Linked DNA regions of Macaca mulatta: region 2 is linked to region 1. The links are chromatin contacts, called in public Hi-C maps. All regions are on one chromosome and are shown on one strand. Each heading gives the region's core, a stretch centred on a gene start, on an enhancer-like site or on the middle of the called end of the contact. The rest is flanking DNA. Distances are from core to core; before and after follow the strand shown.

Region 1 (4,622 bases), core at 1,008-3,507:
AAGTCCCTGTTCTTGGTCCTTCTCCATCATTTGATTCTATGCAATCATTTTACCTCCCTGTGCATATACTTCCTCATGAATATAAGACAACCAACCTTTCTCACATGCCTTCAAGAGAGTCAAGAGTAAAGAGTGCTCTGTCTGCTAAAAGGCATACACAAACATATTATTATAACATTTTAAGATATAAACCAAACTTTTCTAAAAGGTCATCATTAGATACTCCTCCACCTTCAGACACTTGGAAAAATGAATCCATGCAAATAAGATACCTCATAGGGCCGGGCGCGGTGGCTCACGCCTGTAATCCCAACACTCTGGGAGGCCGAGGCGGGCAGATCACGAGGTCAAGCGATGGAGACCATCTGGCCAACATGGTGAAACCCCATCTCTACTAAAAATACAAAAATTAGCTGGGCATGGTGGTGCGCGCCTGTAGTCCCAGCTACTCAGGAGGCTGAGGCAGGAGAATCGCTTGGACGGGGGAGGTAGAGGTTGCAGTAAGCAGACATCACGCCACTGCACTCCAGCCTGGCGACATAGTGAGACTCTCCATCTCAAAAAAAGAAAAAAAAGAAAAAAAAAAAGGTACCTCATAGGTTAAACTTTGATATCTGGACCTAAACCACTGGTCACATGTACTCATTTACATGTTGTATAATTTTTATAATGTAACAACCATACTTGAGTTTTGGACAAGCACAATTCACCTATTATATTTATCTGAGGCAGACATAAGCATCTTCATGCCACAAAAATAGTACCATATTTCCCATTAACGATGTTTAGAGGCATGTGTGTGTAATGGTAAGCAGCAATGAACAGAAGAGTTAAAAGACAAGAATTTTTATTTTGACAACCGAAAACTGAAAAAGTTGAAAAGCTGCTCTAGAAATTATAACAAAACTTGGTACATGCCCACAGCCTAATCCATCTGCATCAAAATATATGACAAATTTGGTAATAATCTACCATTATCAAATATATTTTTATTAGAATTTAAATACCAGTATTAAAGAAATCCAGTATTTCTCCCTCCTTTTCTGGCCTCCCCCACTCGGCCCCTATCTCTGCTGGTATATGTATGCCCTCGAAATGATTAAGTAAACCTTTTACAGCTTTTAAAACACAGTATCAGCGTTGAGACATAACCACCAACTGAATCCTATAAATGCTTGGCAGCACAGCCTAAGAAGTCTTTCTTAGCTCCAGCTAAGTGAGCCAACTGACTAACAGTGAAGGAACAGACCTTTAGTTTCCGACGAACTCTTGGGTCCACACCCAGTGAATTTCACCTAAAAGTCCTTAAACTTTTGCAATACCAAATGACACACACATATGATTATAATCCTATTACCTGATTCCAGATTTCATAAACCACGTAGAAGTAAGTGTAGCACAGCGTCAGGCCAAAGTTCAAGCAGCCATATGTTCAGCATATGTGTACTTAGCCCTCCAATACCATCCTTCTGCTTGGCCAAGCACGGGGAAACCCAGAAATTTCAATTCTCTCTCACTACCAGTATCATGGCAAACCAAACCAAAAAAAAAGAAAGAAAAAAGTGGCAAGCAAACAGGTTTTGTCCCACTGTCCTGTCCTCCAAATGTATCCCGTCTTTGTCAGAGCTCTCAATTATTTTCCTCATATATTCAAGATACACGAACTCGCTTCCACCTGACAGTTCCAACGATCTCCTGTCCCACTGGAGGCCCCCCCACTTGGTATAACTGTCCACAAGGCCCTAGCCTGAGAGCCTCGAGGTCTCTACTGCCCACCCGGGAAAGGCCCCACTCGCAACCCCACACGCCTACACAACCCCCTCGGACTCCAGACACTGGCCCAGACCTCCTCTCACAACGCCCCCAGTCCATCTGGGGCGAGATCATTCCATCCCTGGCCCCGCCATCCACCCGGCTGCCCAGCCCACACACCCTCTCGCCGGGTGGCGGACGACGGGGTGCGACTGAGGGGCGCACGGGCTGGGGGGTGTGTGTGCTCGGTTGCCCGCGCTGTGCACGTTCGTGCGACGCGTGTCCACGTCTGAGCGCATGGCTGTGTGTGCGGCGGGGCCAGGTCCTCCGCCCGCCCGGGTCCAGGGCCCCGCCGTCCCCTCGCTGGGCTGGGAGCTCCTCACCTTCCTCGGCGCGACCACAGCTACGCCTGTCTCCAGCTCCTTCCGCGCAGCCACTCATCGGCGTCCCGCGCCCGCTCCGAATATATACCCTCATCCGGGGGGCCGCGGCGGCGGGGCGGGCCGGGAGCGGGGGCCAAGGGGAACGCCAGCCCCGGCCACCCCGCCCCTCTCGCCACGACTAGTGGCTGCCGGCGCCGGGAGGAGTGGAAGCCGACCGCCCAGACACGTCAGCGTCCGGAGCGCAGATGACGACGCGGACGCAGCCGGGGGCGCCGAGGCGGGGCTAGGGACGGGGGCCGGGCGTGAAAGGAGTAACCCGCCAGGGCGGGGCGGGGCCTAGTGCGTCACTCATTCTCTGGCCCAATGGGGATAGTCCTGGAGCGCAGTCGGCTGGCGGCCCCGTCCCTCCAGCGCACTGGCTGAGGCTGGAGGATATTAGTTGGGTCCGCTAGGAGGGGCCACGCCCGGGCCGGCAGAGAGCGCCTACTGGGTCCCAGGACTCCTGATGTCTCTAGGTTGTACTGAGAGGTGCGAGCCCGAGGCTTTTGGCCCAGCGGCACGAGGCACAACGGGCCACAGAGATGGGCAGGGAGCTGTGTCCCCAGGGTGGCGGATTTCCGAGCCACCCACGCGGATGGTTGGGAAAGAGCGGCGGATTTTCCTGCGGAGAAACTTTCAGGGCGGGCCTGGCGCGCTCTCTGACCTTGGGCTATTTTGTGTGCAGTTCGCAAGATGCCTGACCGGGCTCCAAACTCGCTCTCTGGTTGTGTTTTGGCTCCCAAGAAGGTGAAGCCAGGCCTTTTTTCTTTAGCACAAGCAGACAGGAAAGGAGAGAGGAAATGCAAACAAAGGTATTAGGTAACCTAAGGCAGTATAAGCCGGGGGTCATCTTTGTGAGTCTGCAGACAACGTAGCTAGGCTTCAGTACTCTGCAGAAAGATGGCGGAGGGCCTAGATGACCTCCCAGGCCATTCCAGGACCAGTGTTTACAGTCCTGTTACATAACCTAGTGTACACACAGGTTATTATATGTTCAGCACTGTGCCCTTGGAAGCTATGTTTACATTTAAAGTTGTGTTGCATTTTGCAGTTTTTGCAAGAAGTGGGATATGTTGAAATACGAAAACACCTAAATTTAACATACCACCTATCATAAAGAGATTCAGGCGCCTTTCTTCTACTTTCTTGAGTGCAAAGGCCTTTTCGTTCCCTTTACCAGTTGCATAATCACCCACTGCCTCAAGTAACAACAGAAAAACTTAAACTTGGTAAGTAATGGTTGTAGATTTACATTCAGGAGATTGAATACTCTCCATCTCTCATGATCCTGGAACTTCATTTGTTTCTTTGAAAGAAGAATACTGTAGTGATTGGTTTACAGTGTAGTGATTGGTTTCTTAACCACGGGATCCGAAGACAATTTCAGCTTCTTTATTGCTTGTGATCTTTGGCAAGCTACTTGTGCGATCAGTTTTCTCATCTATAAAAAACAGACAATAAAGATGAAAATGCCATTTGGTGGTTGTATTAAACCAATCGATATAAATGAAGTATGTAAAACAGTAAACACTAAATAACTTTTAGTTATTATTTATTATTGAGTACTTATAAAAATTCAAACTAGGAGACCCAGATTCAAAATCAGTCTATACTTACTAACTGTGTGACTTTGGGTAAGTCATTTAACCACTCCAAACTCCAATGTCCTTTTATGAAATGAAGCTAATACCTATTTCACATGGGTGTAGTAAAAAGTGAGAAAGAACCTAAGATAATGGCTGGAATATTACAGGCATTCTATAAGTCTTAGATGAATGACTGAGTAAAGAGCAAAATTATTAGTTAGAAATCCTTTAAAGAAAAAAGGTAGAACTGAGGTCTGGCTCAAATGTTTTTAATGAACTACTATAAAATCAAATTTGTACTTTTGCCCTTTTTTGCTGAAGTTTCATTTGTTTGTTTGTTATTCCGGTTAGTAGGCATAAGAGGGGCCATAATCTCATCTTGCCAGCTAAATGTCCAGAAATTTCTCACACTAGAGTTATATCTGTCCTTCAAAATACTGTTTGTATACATGGTCTTTTAAGAGCCGATTGAAGAAAACAAGGCAGCGATGCTCACTCTACCTATTGATTTTTTGACATTACACCAAAGGTATCAGCTAATGAAGTTAGACAACAGAAATCATAAGAGGCTTATGAATTCGAAAAATATATATAAAATTTAAAAAATACATTTTGAGAATTCTAAAAAGTAGTAAAACTACTTCGACTTGCAAATGACAAGAGAGAATACCTGCAAAACCCTAAAGAGTCAACGATAAGACTAACCATAAAATTTTGATTAGTGTATTAGTCCGTTTTCACACTGCTATCAAGAGATACCCAAGACTGGGTAATTTATAAAGAAAAGAGGTTTAATTGACTCACAGTTCTGCATGGCTGCAGAGGCCTCAGGCAACTTACTATCAGGATGGAAGGCACCTCT
Region 2 (4,622 bases), core at 819-3,318, 69 kb after region 1:
TACTTTAAAAATCAGACTCAGAGTAAGTCACTATTAAAGTAGGTAACTGCAGTACAAACTTGCCATAGTCTAGATAAGGATAACTTTGCTGAGCAAGCTTCCACTGTAATTTATTTTTCCCATGAATAAGATCTTTTGGCAATTGGGTTATTTTAATAAAAATAAGATGAGACAGCCTACAATAGCTGATTACCATTCACAGATACTACATACAGTACAATTATTCAATTTGTGTTTACCGAGTACTCAGTGGTGATGCACATGAACTTGGAGTGCCAACCAAAAATGATTAAAAGTAAAAATCCAAAATATAAATAAATAAAACTTACTGTTGCATCATGAGGTCCTTTTAAAAAAATTTTAAAAAGTAAAAATCCAAATATTAAGCAACTCTTTTAAAAGGAATGTCACAATGTGCAAAAACCAAACTAAAGATTGCTTCTTCATCCAAAATAGCCGTCTAGGTCTGTCACAGTGGCTCATGCCTATGATCCCAGCATTCTGGGAGACCGAGGCAGGAGGACTGCTTGAGCCCAGGAGTTTGGAGACCAGCCTGGGTAACAAAGGGGAACCTCCTCTCTACAAAAAATTAGTCAGGCGTGGTGCTATGTGCCTGTAGTCCCAGCTACTTGGGAGGCTAAGGCAGGAGAATGGCTTTAGGAGGAATTGGAGGCTGAAGTGAACTGTGATCTCGCCATTGTACTCCAGCCTGGGTGACAGAGTGAACTTGTCTCAAAAAAAATTAAAACAGAAAAACAAACAGCTATCTATAATCTAAATACTAACGAAGAGATTGAGACTTTCCGGACGAAATTTCAACTAATCTTGCAGAGATTCAGCAAGTTCTTAGGCTTGCAAAAATTTTCCCTTTTCAGTACCAAACTTATAGTAACAGACCATTTAGTAAACTAAAAAAATGTAGCACTAGTGTTAATTCTTCTCCAAAATGGTATTATAAAAAAACTCACTTTTCTTTAATAACCAAAGCCATAACTAATGATAAGCTTTCTGTCGTGTAATAGAAATGAAACCTTTCCACAGATCAATCATCAGTGATCATTACATAGCTTACATTCTGAGTATCTGATTCATGAAACAGTCTCACGAGAGCAAAGGCACAGTGTTCCTAAATTTCACACTTCTATAAGGGCTCCCATGGAATAGTGAATCATTTCTTCCAAATCCGTACTAAATATATAACAGGTGAGCTATATGAGTTACCAGCATTGATGTCACAAGGCCCAGACATAGTTCCCATTTTCTACTGGTATGCAAAGATCCAAAAATTTCCACACAAGACACGACAATCTAGCAAAGACGTGCCTCCTCTCACTAGAAAAGATATTTCTGTATGCTAATGAATGCGGCACTCTCCGATGGGACTCGAAGCAGGACAGAATTTACTGAGCATCTGTGTGACACCTGGCAAAGCAGACCACCAATTCCACTATACCGCAGACAGTATTACAGTGAAAGGGGAAAGGGGCCTGGATCGGGTGATAAAGAAGGCTAGACCCGCTTCTCCCGCAGAAGGGGAGGAAGACAGAACGCCAGATAGCGAGAGGAGGAGTGTGCTCGGACTGTGACCCGGGCAAGAAAAGAAAGGAGCCAGGGGCAATTACCGATGTTCCTGTGACCCTGCAACTGTTCCAGCGCCGCCCTCTCTTTGCGGAAACCATACTCGGCGGCCGAGGCCGCAGCCCCGGTGGTTCCTGGCGGCAAGAACTGCTTGAGGGCGCCGGGGGGCGAGCCAGGGTTGCCGCAGCAGCGAACCCGATACACCGAGGCGGAGGAGCCGCTACCCAGACGGCTCTGTACCTGCCACAGCCGTCCGAAGGCCTCCAGAAAACGCGGCGGCTCCGCGCCCCAGGCGCAGCCGGATCCCGCCATCGGTGTGGGCTAAGGGCACGGACTCGGGAGCTGACGCGACGCCTGAGGCAGGCCGGCCGGGCCCGCGGTCACATCCCCGCCAGCCGGACCAGCGGCTCCGCAGGGAGAGACCTGCAGCCGCCTCACCGACTCCCGAGACTTCAAACAGCCATGACACCGGAAGCCGTGGTGCACCCGAGTCCCAGAAGCCGGAAATGGAGGAAGAGCCCATCGTACAGGCCGAAGGAGGGGGGCACAGAGGGGGCGGGGCCTAGAAGTGATTAGATGAGTTAGGTTTGGAAAGAAGAACCGAGAATAACAAGTAACCTTAATCATTGGGTATCTACCATTCCAAGCCCAGTGTTAACCGCTTTCACATAGACCTGAAGCTAAAACTGGTCCTTTTTCTTGTTGAGGCACCTCACCTCACCACTAGGAACCCAGAAAAATAAAACCCTACCTACATTTCTCATAGAAAGGATCCCAAGGAAAACACACCAGGAACAAAAAGAGAGAATTTACCATCACCTGCAGGTCCATGATCACCAGTAACCACGATTCTGGATGCCTAGACCTTTGTGCTTCTTTTAGATGTAAACCAAAAATAAAATTCTAAGCTCCCCCGCCAACCATCGGAATGGACTTTCTCCTAGGTCAGGGCACTCAAATTCTGAAAGACTGGTTCAGGCCATGAAGGGAAGTAGGGCCTTGTCCGAGTAGCCTCATTATACCTCTCTGGTTAATGTCAACACAGATCTTCAGTCTGGTAAGAAACATTTACAATCTATTTTCTCGGAAGCCTGCTACCTGGAGGCTTCATCTGCATGATAAAACTTTGGTCTCCACAAGTTCTTAAGACAACCCAGACATTCCTTTCTATTAATAACTCTTTCAACCAATTGCCAAGTAGAAAAATTTTAAATCTGCCTATAACCTGGAAGCACCCATTTCTCCCCCCACCAATCCCCGCTTCGAGTTGTCCCACCTTTCTGGGCCAAATCAGTGTATTTCTTAAATGTATTTGATTGAAATCTCATGTCTCCCAAAGTGTATAAAACCAAGCTGCACCCCAACCACCTTGGGTACATGATCTCAGGATCTCCTGAGGGCTGTGTCACAGGCCATGGTCACTCATATTTGGCTCAGAATAAATCTCTTCAAACATTTTTCAGAGTTTAACTCTTTTTATCAATATAGTCCACCTTGCCTATGGCTCCCTCATCAAAGAACATTCACCCTGGGCAAACATGGATCTGTTTCAAATTTTTATTTTTCATTTATTTATTCAATTATTTTATTCATTCAGCAAACGTTTATTGAGTAACAAATGTAGCAAATAGGCATCTCAATCCACAAACTAGGATGTGTAAGAAATGTAGCCGCCTTTACTTTTCAGTCATTCAACCTTTTCTCTTTCAAACTCTATTCTGATTGTGTGGCAAAAACTTAGTATCAGGCAATAGGCCCTATCTTCTTTTCCTCAGGTTTTGTGTAAGTTCCCAGCCAGGTTCGATATGGTTCATATAGTGCTAAGTGGAAAGTTTGAGGAGAGGTTGAGGACTAAACTCTGACCTGTCTTCTCTCTTGCTCAAGTTTTTTTTTTAGACGGAGTTTCACTCTTGTTGCCCAGGCTGGAGTACAATGGCTTGATCTCGGCACCTCAGCTCACCGCAACCTCCCCCTCCCGGATTCCAGCGATTCTCCTGCCTCAGCCTCCGAAGTAGCTGGGATTACAGGAATGCGCCACCACGCCGGCTACTTTTGCATTTTTAGTAGAGACGAACTTTCTCTTTGTTGGTGAAGCTGGTCTTGAACTCCTGCCCTCATTATCCACCTGCCTCACCCTCCCAAAGTGCTGGGATTACAGGAGTGAGCCACCACACCTGGCCCCAAATTCTTATCTAAGGGATGTGAGGAGTCACAGCCTACAAACCATAAAATCTCATCAGATTATCAGAAGTGTTCAAACCAGAGCAAGTCCACCTTGAATAGGAGCATGGTAAAATGAGGCTGAGATCTACTGGGCTGCATTCCCAGGAGGTTAGGCATTCTAAGTCTCAGGAGGTCAGCACAAGATACAGGTAACAAAGACTTTGCTGATAAAACAGATTGCAGGAAAGAAGCCGGCCAAAACCCACCAAAACCAAGATAGTGGTGAAAGTGACCTCTAGTCGTCCTTACTACTCATTAGATGCTAATTATAATGCATTAACATGCTAAAGGAAACTCTTACCAGCACCATTACAGTTTACAAATGCTATGGCATCGTCCGGAAGTTACCCTTCGTGGTCTAAAAAGAGGAGGAACCCTCAGTTCCAGGAATTGCCCGCTCCTTTCCTGGAAACTCATGAATAATCCACCCCTTCTTTAGCATATAATCCAGAAATAACTATAACTGTGAATAATTATAAGTTGAGCAGCCTAAGCTGTTGCTCTGCCTATGGAGTAGCCACTGTTTTATCCCATTACTTCCTAATAAACTTGCTTTATGGACTCATTCTTAATTCTTTATTGCGTGAAGTCCAAGAACCCTCTCTTGGGGTCTGAATTGAGACCACTTTCCAGTAACAAGATGGGTTCGTTTGTTTGTTTGTTTGTTTGTTTATTTGAGACAAAGTCTCACTGTATTGCCCAGGCTGGAGTGCGGTGGCACGATCTCAGCTCACTGCAACCTCTGCCTGCTGGGTTCAAGCAATTCTCCCACCTCAGCCTCCGGAGTAGCTGGGATTACAGGCATGGGCCACCATGCCTGG

The links. A called contact is a pair of places that touch in the nucleus more often than the background predicts.
Region 2: a Hi-C map of cortical neurons shows a contact between it and region 1, with 3 times the contacts expected there. The contact joins the promoter of UHMK1 here to the promoter of UAP1 in region 1. A contact is called at or near these places in 3 of 14 Hi-C or Micro-C datasets (CD4 T cells, blood and cortical neurons).

What each region holds. Positions count from the first base shown.
Region 1 is chr1:104,335,495-104,340,116 of T2T-MMU8v2.0, forward strand. It overlaps UAP1 (UDP-N-acetylglucosamine pyrophosphorylase 1), which reads right to left and starts at 2,258. Exons shown (of 10, transcript NM_001266909.2): 1 at 2,136-2,258.
Region 2 is chr1:104,404,645-104,409,266 of T2T-MMU8v2.0, forward strand. It overlaps UHMK1 (U2AF homology motif kinase 1), which reads right to left and starts at 2,069. Exons shown (of 8, transcript NM_001266768.1): 1 at 1,623-2,069. The coding sequence starts at 1,890. It overlaps LOC144329876 (a long non-coding RNA gene), which reads left to right and starts at 1,643. Exons shown (of 3, transcript XR_013395605.1): 1 at 1,643-2,635; 2 at 3,463-4,577.